Linked DNA regions of Sus scrofa: region 1 is linked to region 2. The links are chromatin contacts, called in public HiChIP or PLAC-seq maps. All regions are on one chromosome and are shown on one strand. The core of a region is the stretch at or near the end of the contact, and the rest is flanking DNA. Distances in the headings are between cores, read along the strand shown.

Region 1 (5,061 bases), core at 2,270-4,769, 110 kb after region 2:
AACCCTATGCGAAAAAAAAATAGTGCTTAGTGTCTTCTCTTGTGGACAGTAAAAACGATTCCCGAGAGTGTAAAGAAAGGAACAGTAAGTGTAGAGATTCCCTGATATACAAAATGTCTTAAATGTTTTTTAAGAAAAGTACACTTAAGAGAGTTTCCCCTGACCCCCTTGCTGTACAGTGGGAAAATAAAAAAAAAGAGTTTCCGTCGTAGCTCAGCAGTAAAACCTGACTAGTGTCCATGAGGATGCAGGTTCGATCCCTGGTCTTGCTCAGTGGGTTAAGGATCTGGCATTGCCATGAGCTGTGGTGTAGGTTGAAGATGAGGCTGGATCCCGAGTTGCTGTGGCTGTGGTGTAGGCTGGCAGCTGCAGCTCTGATTTGACCCCTAGCCTGGGAACTTCCGCATGCTTCAGGTGTGGCCCTAAAATGACAAAAAAAAAAAAAAAAAGGAAAGAAAAATACACTATGCAGAAGTACTATTTCTTATTGTATCTGACTTAATAATTTCGCTTAAAATTTTTCTTCAGGAATAAATGTAAGAGAAAGTGCTTATTTTTATATTTCACAAATGTCTCAGAATAACCAAGGCATTAGAATAATAAAGGGTTTTAATAAAACTAGTTCCATAAAACACTTTACTGTAAAAAGTCTAGCTTTTAATTTAAAAAGTTATTTCTTTACAGTTTAAAAAAATGCAATATTTGAACAAATACAATGCCAAACAAATTTTCTTGAAATACAAAAATTCAGATGTAACATACTACCCATAGACCACGTATTTTAGCTAAAACCGGATCTGGCTGTTTACAAAAACTAATTTCAAAATATACACATGTGAATTTATACAACTGATATTTAGAAGTTCTTCAAAATCTATCTGTAAGCTACAAAGCTAAGCAAAGCTGCCTTGGCCTCAACGGCTTAGAGCTGCAGACTGGCTGTGACCCCAGCTCGAAGCCCCTTGTTTGGACCCCCACTCCGGTTGCAGCGTGGGCCTGGGAAAGAGACGCTCTGCTTTGGGCTATTTACAGCAGAGGCACCTCACGCCCCATCTCAGCCAGGAAGGAACGTGGTGTCCCTGGGGTGTCTCGAGAGTGAGCAGACGCTTGCTCAGAGCAAAGGTGTTCATCCCGGAGCCGTGCTCCCCGGCCGGTCACTAACGCATTTCTTTTTGGCTTAGGATTCCGCTTCATCATCACTCTCATCGTCGTCGTCGTCATTCTCCTCCTCTTCTCCCCTCTTCTCTTTAAGCATTTTCAGATATTTACTAGCTAAAATCTTCTTTGGTAATATGTCTTAAAAAACATAAAGCTAGCATCAGTAATGTAAATTTCAAAATGTCCCAGTTCCTGCTTTGACCTCTAAACAGGTTCCAAGACAAAACAAAGTTCAGACGACAATTCTGGGTAAACAGCAGGAAACTAGCCCTGCAAACCTGCCTCCCTTCCACTGAAGCAAACCGCGTGCTTCTGGGTGCTGGTGCCCACGGCTCAACCCAGCCCGCACAGGGTGGCTGCCCCAAGGATCCCCGTGAGCTCTTGTTAGCTGTGACCCACAGCTACTGCTGCACAACAACTCTGAGTTTCTGTTTCCTGGACCAATTAAGGAGGCGTCAGGGAAGGGCTGCCACGCCCCAGCCAACAAACACCCTGTAGGGAGAGTGCTGGCTTCTTGGTCCAGGTGAATCACATTACAAACATACTCAAACGGCCAAAACTAAGACTCATGCCAGGTCGTGGGAAACTCTGGCACCTAGAGAAAACAGCCAAGTGTCTATTTCAGCGCAAGAAGAAAAAAGAGCAGAGAAAAAAGCGTAAATTGCTAAGCATTTTTTTTAAGCAGAATGTTTGAAAGTCTAAATACCTGCAAGAAACTGAAAAGTTTCCGACTCTTCTGCAGTGTTTGATAAATCACTGTAAGTGAGAGCTTTCTTTTCTCTTCCACTGCCATGTCGGTAGGAATAGGTGGCTAGATACTGAACAAAGAGTTCCTAAAACAAAATGAAAAACGAAAGGTGTGCTTTGAAAACTTACAGACCTTCATTTTTAATTACACTCATTTCGATGACTGCAGATTATCTCGGTTTCCCAAATTACAGAAAATCACGCGAGAAAGGACTACGCGGTCAGAAAGGAAACAAAGGCTGAATTAAGTTGTCAGGGAAGCAGGCGTCTCCCTAAAGTTTACTTTAGATTTATAACTTATGAAAAATAATCAAAAGTGATTCAACAATGAGTCATATTTAATGACGAACCTCTGGAGTTAAAAAGGGCAAGAGACCATTCAAAAATTCGGTGTGGCTGAGGAACACACTTCCGTTTGAACACAGTGTTTCCAGGCTGTCCGCCTACAACCGTTACGGTCAACAACCTAAAGGTAAAAAAACGATCAGCTTCCCTTTCTGCCCAGACTGAGCCCTGGGCTGAGCCTCTGGGAATTTCTATTTTAAATCCACCTAGTTCCGTTAGTAAGGGATGGAAGAAGTGCTTGCGAAACTCCTCAATTCCTTAACACCTACAGAACGAAGCTGGACCCGAAAGCACAACTATCCCAAGACCACGTGACCTCCCACCGCCCTCACCCTGACCGTAGGGACACCGGACACTGGGCGCAACCAGCAGGGGCCGGAAGCCACTCTAGGGAACGTGAAAGCGAGGGAAACCGTGCAGCTGAAACCTGGCCCTGGGCAAGAACGCCCACCACGCGCCAAATCAAAAGACCGGGGAGGGGCTAGCACCTCCGGCTGTAAAACCACGGCCCTGGAAAGGCTAATTCTGACCTGGGGACGTGCGGCCCCGAAGACTGGGAGGAAGGCGCGGGCCCGTTCGCTCAACCGTCCGAGGGGTGGAGCCCAAAGCCACGAAAGCGGAAGCGGCCGGAAGCGACAAGAGGGGAGGGATTGGGGTTGGGGGCCGACAACTCGGGAGGAGGAGACGCCGAAGGAGGGGGGGTGGGCGGGGCGCTGGGCGCGCGGGGGAGGCCGGGAACGGAGTGGGCGGGGCGAGGGCGCGCGGGGTAAGACGGGATTGACGCCCGGGGGCGGGGCGAAGGGCGCGCGGGAGCTGGGGAGCGCGCGGCGGAAGGCAGCGAGGCCGCGCCCAGGAGAGCGCGCGGGCGCGCGCAGGGGAGCGGGCGGCGCGCGGGCCGAGGGGTACTGGGCAGCGCGGCGGGACTCGGCCGGGCTCGGAGGGCGGGGCGGGACGCAACGGTCCCGGGCGGCCCCCACTGTCGCCCTCCGCTTCTCACTCCTCCCCGCGCGGTCCGCCTCACCGTGGCCTTGGCCGTGAGCACCAGCGCCTCCTGGTTGATGCTGGACACCTCGGGGGAGCTCTTCATGATGACCCGGATGCGGGACAGGGGCAGCGACACCAGCCGAGGCTCCCCGCACTTGTCCTTGCCCGCGACCCCGTCCGCCATCTCTGCGCCCCGCCCCCGCGGCGGCAGCCCCGACCCGCCGCGAGGTGGCCGGCCCGCTCGGTTGGTGCGGGAGCGGCGTCCCGCTGCCCCGTGGGAGTTGTAGTGTCGGGAGGCGCGGCCCCGGGCGCGGACTACAAGCCCCGTGATGCCGCGCGCGGACGAGGCGGAAGGAAGGGCGGCTGGGCCGGGGGCGGGGGCCGGGGAGGCGTCTCCCTGAAGGTCGAGGCAGATACCGTGTAGGCAGGAGAGGACTGGGAACCGCGGGGGGAAGGGAGGGGGCTGGGCAGTGAGGAGCGCGGACGGCCCTGTTGATGAGAAGGCGCTTTGCTGGGAAGAGGAGCAGCAGCAACGGCGCGGAGGGAGGAGCCTTTCCGGAAAGCTCGGGAGGCGCGCTCTGCGCCCGGGGTGTGCGGGATGAAGGCGGAGAGGCGGCCTGGGGCCGGGTCCTATTGGATTGTAGAAGAAGGAAAATGGGGGTTCCCGTCGTGGCGCAGCGGAAGCAAATCCGACTAGGAACCGGGAGGTTGAGGGTTTAATCCCTGGCCTCACTCGGTTAAGGACCCGGCGTTGCCGTGAGCTGTGGTGTAGGTCGCAGACGCGGCTCGGATCCTGCATTGCTGTGGCTGTGGTGTAGGCTGGCGGCTACGGTTCCGATTGGACCCCTAGCTTGGGAACCTCCATACGCCCCGCGGGTGTGGCCCTAAAAAACAAAATAATAATAAGGAAAATGGGAAGTGCTGAAAGAGATCAGAGGGATGAGGGGATATGTCTCTTAAGTTGGGGGGGGGCTTTTGTTTGTCTTTTTAGGACCTCACCTGGGGCATATGGAAGTTCCCAGGCTAGGGGTCAAATCGGAGCTGTAGCTGCCGGCCTGCACCACAGCAACATGGGATCCTTAACTCACTGAGCCAGGCCAGGGCTGGAACCCGCGTCCTTTTGGGTGCTAGTCAGATTCGTTTCAGCTGAGCCGCGTCGGGACCTCCCGTCTTAAATTTTATTAAAAATCCCCCTGGCTATTGATGGAGAATAGACCGGAGGGGAGTGGTGAGGATGGGGAGGTTGAAAGGGTGGAAGCAAAGAAATTGCAGAGTAGAAGGTGATGGCAGGTGATGAAATGGGATGCAGGTGTGGCTGGGGTGAAGTGAGCTAGGGAACGGATGATAGGAAGTAGCCATGGGCCAGATGAGATAGGGCTTTGTAGATCACAGAATTCCTTCCAAAAGGGTTGGGGGGAGTAAGGGGGTCCCCCTTCAGTTTTACAAGGAATCCTCAAGTTGCTGTGTGTGAATAGATCGTCCAGGGGCAGGAGCGGAAGCAGGCAGAGAGCACAGTTAGGAAGCGGTTCCGGGGATGGAGAGAGACAGTGAGTCAGACCCGAGTGGAAGCGGTGATAGGGGATCTAATTTGACGATAGAGCCAGCAGGGCTTGCCAGTGTGTTATGGAGTAAGAGTGAAAGAACCGTGGTGCTGTTTGCTGAGATGGAGACTGCAGGAGGAGCAGAGCTGGCCCAGGTGTGGTTTGGAGCACGTTAGGTTTCAGTCGCCTGGGGAACGCCAGTGGCGGTGTCTCGTGGACTCTTGGCTCTTCCAGCCTGGAGTTCAGGCTTGAGCACTGAATTCCAAGCCGCCATTGTCTGGGTGGT
Region 2 (5,207 bases), core at 839-3,338:
TATTTATTTATTTATTTATTTGCTTTTTAAGGCCGCACTCGTGGCATATGGAAGTTCCCAGGCTAGGGGTCGACTCGGAGTTGTAGCCGCTGGCCTGCACCACAGCTACAGCAACGCAGGATCTGAGGCATGTCTGCGACCTACACCACATCTCACGGCAATGCCGGATCCTTAACCCACTGAGTGAGGCCAGGGATCGAACTCACAACCTCATGGTTCCTAGTCGGATTCGTTTCTGCTGTGCCACAAGGGGAACTCCATGATTTTAAAATGTCTTTATGGAGCTCCCCTTGTGGCTCAGCAGTTAATGAACCCGACCAGGATCCATGAGGATGTGGGTTTGATCCTTGCCTCCATCAGCGGGTTAGGGCTCTGGCGATGCAATGAGCTGTGGTGTAGGCCTCAGACTCTGAGCGATCCGGCACTGCTGTGGCTGTGATGCAGGCCGGCACCTGTAGCTCTGATTCGACCCCTAGCTCAGGAACCTCCCTATGCCACAGGTGTGGCCCTAAAAAAAAAAAAAAAAAAAAAAAAAAAAGTCTTTGTGGTGAAAGACAGCAAAGCATATAAAAGCGTATAAAAATAAGCGTGCAACTTGAGAGACTATGGCAGAATAAACGGCGCCGTTGTGGGAAGGAGTGCGTGCACCCACCCAAAGCCCCAGGCCCACCTTCCTCAGCCTTCCTCTGTGCAACGATACATCCCTAAGCGATGCAGTTTATAAAATGCAGCCGTGCCTTATTGGCTCTGTTGTGAAGATCCATCCACGTTGTTGCCGGTGGCTGAAGGCTGTTCATTTGCACCCCTGGACCCCACTTTATACAAGTACCTATTGCTCTCACCACCTATTCTAAAGCTGGTGAACAGCTGGGTGGCACCCAGTCCTCTGCCCCTGTGCATTTTTTTCCTTTTTCCGCTGCCCAGGCATGCACCGACGCCACAGCTGCAGCACTTAACTCACCGCGCCTGGGCCGGGGACGGAACTGGCGCCTCCGCAGAGACAAGCCGGATGTTAACGCACCGCCTCTCCGTGCGAGCTCCCTGACAAGCATTCCTACCTGGGCTTCCGGGGCTCCCAAACACACATTTCAGCCAAGTAGCTGCCGAAGGTCTTGTGCCGTTCGCTTCTACCAGACAAATGTCTTTTTAGCAGATTTCCCAGACATTTTCCCCCAAGTGGTTGTGCTGACTCCCATTCCCACAGCAATACTCTTCAGAAAGTGCAGATGTGAACCTAAGGCGCCTTTGAAGGTGACGTAGATGATTCTGGCAAAGCAGGGGCTGGCAGACACAGGGCATTGTACAGCAAATGAAGGATTTGGGGCCATATGCAGACTGAAATGGGGAGAGGGAAGGGTCCGAGCAAGCGAAGCGGGCAGCGCCAGGTCTGTGTTCACACAGCATGACTGTGCAGTGGAGGGGCCATCCAGGCCTCCAGGACAGTGCAGGTGGTGGGCAGAGGATTAAGAAGGATGGAAGGGCATCTGGGAGGGTGACGCCATGGGACCCACTCGCATTCGTATCAGTGCTGCTGAAGATCGACGTCCTTTTAGGTTCCTCTCTGGAGGACAGGGTGGTCCCCCTGCATTTATTTAGGGATGTCACTGAGGACTGCGCAGAGGAGCGAAAACCTATTGGCTGCTTGAGGCACCGCTCCCGTTCATCTTTGGCCCACGGTGGGCCTGAGGAACACAGAGTTAGCAGCATCCAGTGTGCGGATAATTCGTGCTTGCAGGATGAAGGAATGAGTAGGCAAATATGTTAAAAAGATGACGAGCAATTTTGGATTGTATTTCACCTTCCGGCTTCTAATCACCCACCAGTTAGGGGAGACGGGTGACCTGCGTCTGGCTCCCCGGAAAAGCCTCCAAAAACAGCTGGACCTCCCGGGACTCGATGGATGGAGTAGTGGGCTAGGGGAGAACGTTCCCACACAAGAGGGGCAGCAAGCAACTGCGGAGGCCCCGAGAGCTGGAAGGGGCGGTTTTAGTTTGATGTCATCATCGACAGCGGCTCCGACTGACCCCGAATTTCAACGGTTTAGTTCTTTACGTGGATGATCTGGGTTCTCGGCCGGGAGGTGGCGGTGTGGTAGTGTGCGAGGGCCGGGGCGCGTTCAAGTTCAAGCTCCAGGGCCGGAGGAAGCTTCGCGACATTCATGTTGCGGGAATAACTTAAAAACAGCCTGGCTGAGATGCCCGGGCGCCGGGATGCGGACACCACCACGTCCACACGGTACCCAGGCGCGTCCTGCCGGGCGGGGGCCAAGGGTGGGGAAGGGGCCCGCCCGCCCGCAGCCGGAACGGGCTCCCCGCGCGCGCCGGAGGCGGCGGGCAAACAAGGGGTGTGTTTTCTTTTCTTTCTTCCCGGTCTCCGGTGGCAGCGCCGCGCGGGCCCGCTCCGCCCAGTCGGAGGAGACGTCGCTCTCCTGAGTGGCTGCGCGGCGCCCCCCCCCGCCCGCCCGCCCCGCGCCCGCCCCGCCCCGCGGCGGGGCCTCGCTCCGCCCGGGCCCCCGCCGCCCGCGTCCGCGTCCCGGCTCCCCCGCCCGCCCCCGCCGGCCCGCCCCGCCCCCGCCGCCTCCCCGCCGCGGCCGCGCGGCCCCGCCCCGCCTCCCCCGCCCGCCTCCCTCGCCCCTCCCCCCTGCCCGCCGCCTCCGCCTCCGTCCGCCGCCCCCGCCCGCCGCCCCGGCCGCGTCGGGTAAACCTGTTTGGCGAGGCGGCCGCGCCGGGGCGGATCGTGCGGCCGGCGGCTCCCTCGCGGCTCGCGGCGTCGGGGCCCGTGGCGCGCGCGCGGCCGCCCCTCGGCCCCGGAGCCCCTCGGCGGCGCCACCATGTACTCGGGAGCCGGCCCCGGTGAGTCCTCGCGCTCGGGGCGCCGGCCCGGCCGCTCGCGCGCTCCTCCCCTCGGCGCCGGCGGCCGTTGGCTGGCCGGGCGCGAGCGCGGCGCGCGCGGCGGGCGGGAGGCCGGGGGACCGGGGCCTGGGGGCGCGGCGGCGGCGGCGGCGGCGGCGGCGGCGGGGCTGGCGGGGTCGGAGGGCCCCGGCCGCTGGCCGTGGCCTCGGCCCCGCGGCGGACGCGCAGCCCCGGCCTCCTCGGGCCCGAGTCGTCGGGGCGCCCCGCGCGGCCTGGGCCCTCCCCGCGGCCCGGCGGCCCGGGACCCGGCTGGCAGGGGACTGGGCCGGGCGGCCGGCGTGTAGGCCCGAGGCCCGGGCGCCCGCCTGGCCCGGCCGCGGCCCCGGCCTCCCGCGCCAGGCGTCTGGGCCCCGGCGGGGCCGCGGCCGGGGCCGGGCTCTCAGCGCCCGAGGGCCTGGAGGCCCCGGCCGGGGGCGCCGGGCTCGGGGTGCGGGCGGCGCGGGGAGGCGAGCGGCGGGGAGGCGCAGCCCGAAGCGGGGCCAGCCTGGTGCGCGCGCAGTTTCGTTTTTCTTTCTGCCAGCACTTCTGCGGCCCCTTCTCCAAGGGAAAGTCTGGAGAGGCTGCATTTGGGCCAGTTCTGCTTGGTAGTTAGGGCCGTAGAGCGGGAGGGATGGGAAGCGGCACCCTAAAACCCCCAAGCTGCGTGCGTCTCATTTTCATTCCAGACACGCGGGCTCCTTATTCAAGTGCTAATTGCCTTTTACAGTTTACTAGGGGAAGGTGAGGGGAGGGTTGGTTTCCTTAGCATCCCTTCCCACCAGTAGACTCTCGTTCTTTGGAAAAGTTCTAAAAAACTTCAAAACAGCGGCACATTTTTTGAAAAACTTTTTTTTTTGTTGATGCGGAATACAAGGGCGATTGACTTGCTGGGCCAAGAAAATGGTCAGGTGTTGTAAAGCCTTTCCCTTCTCCTGCCAGGCACGTGGTTCCTAAATTTCCCGCTGGCCCTGCCGCTTGAACAGGGCATATCCTGTCCCCTTTGTCCACCAGGCTCCAGCGGGCTGCAGGCCCTGCCGGGGGTCGGCTTGGTCCAGTCTTTGCTGGGTGCCCTGGCCCTTCCCCGCCTCCAGCTGTTGGGGCCCTGTCTCTGACCTGTTCCAGGCTCTCTCAATCCGTTTGGGTCCCTTAACGTTTTCCCCCCACTGCTGTGTCTGTTCACACACAGCTCTCCGCCCTGTGAATATACTCAGCATCTTTTTTCCTCATGTCACTTAGAAAGCTGCTCCAAGGCTGAGCCTGACCAACTTTTAAATCCTTACGGGCTCTCAGCAGTTTGATAGAGAACGGTTTTAACCGTACCCCTGGGAGGTGACTCAGCCCAGGTGGGGAAGGATGGGGGGCCATGTTGTCACCGTTCCGGAGGCGTGGCAGAGTATCACCTAGCCGGTCCCTGTAAAGGAACCCAGCAAGTGTTGGCCACTGCACTACCTTTTTTTCAGGTTTTTCAGTTTAAAAGTTTCAAAAGGCCCAGACAAAGTGGAGACCCTTGAAGACGACCAAGCTTCTGTGTTGTGTCTGACGTTAACTAATCCATTGGACAGCTTGCTAACTTGATGGTTCTGAAGATGGACCACAGAGGCTCAGAGTGGTTAAAAGCCTTTCGAAGGTCGCGTGGCCAGCGAGCCTTAGGACAGTCTGTCTGATCCCCCACTGATTCTTCATACACTCGCCTCAGAAAAGTGACTCTCGGTTCTTTTGACCTTGACCCCCAGTCAGAAATACCTGTTACATGTAGCCTGGATCCATGTGCTCGCAGGCTCAGGTGCAGTGGGAACCTGTAACGTGTGCTCTGCACATGGATATTTTCTTGTCTGTTTCCTTTTTTTAAAATGCTTTTGTTTGCCGGATCTCTGTGCTCATTTTAGTGGCTCTTGGGAGAATCTCGCTCAGATGTGGGCCTCTGCCTTGCGGCGTGGTGGGGAGAGGGATCCTTGGTTCACGAATAAACCTGCTTTGGAGTTGGACAGCTTTGGTTGAGAAAATAAATGGGTCTGTGGGATAGTTCTTGGCTAATGCCAGGGTGGGAATGAACCCAAATTTCAGGCTGTGCAAAAGCTGTAATTATAAGGCTGTGGTGTCATTCAGTTTTGTTCTACACACTAAGAAGGCTTTTAATTTTGTTTTAAAGGGATTTTGGGGATAGAGTCTCTTGAACGAAATTCTTTTTAATGTATTTCCTAATTTAGAATAAAAAGACATTTGATCTGGGTTGTAGAAAAAAATTACAAATAGTTTTTTGCCTCTTGCAATTTTAACACTTATTAAGTAACTAAGTAATTTAAAAATCAGAGTCCA

What was found. HiChIP or PLAC-seq counts read pairs in DNA pulled down with a chosen protein or histone mark.
Region 1: a contact with region 2 is called in an H3K27ac HiChIP or PLAC-seq map of alveolar macrophages. The contact joins the promoter of CHRAC1 here to the enhancer-like site in region 2. A contact is called at or near these places in 1 of 5 promoter capture datasets (skeletal muscle), 11 of 47 Hi-C or Micro-C datasets (differentiating spermatogonia, embryonic fibroblasts, fetal liver and 5 more) and 2 of 2 datasets of contacts at active chromatin or transcription factors (alveolar macrophages and skeletal muscle).

The regions. Positions count from the first base shown.
Region 1 is chr4:3,025,289-3,030,349 of Sscrofa11.1, forward strand. It overlaps CHRAC1 (chromatin accessibility complex protein 1), which reads right to left and starts at 3,520. Exons shown (of 3, transcript XM_021088860.1): 1 at 3,272-3,520; 2 at 1,865-1,991; 3 at 1-1,296. The coding sequence starts at 3,418. The coding sequence ends at 1,178.
Region 2 is chr4:2,917,378-2,922,584 of Sscrofa11.1, forward strand. No RefSeq gene overlaps it. Among named protein-coding and RNA genes, the nearest start is that of AGO2, 47 kb to the right of the region's middle. Within about 2 kb of position 2,089, at least 59 of the 83 cell types and tissues checked have an H3K27ac peak or open chromatin away from gene starts, as enhancers often do. A contact at or near this core is called in alveolar macrophages, differentiating spermatogonia, embryonic fibroblasts and 5 more, where this site is marked.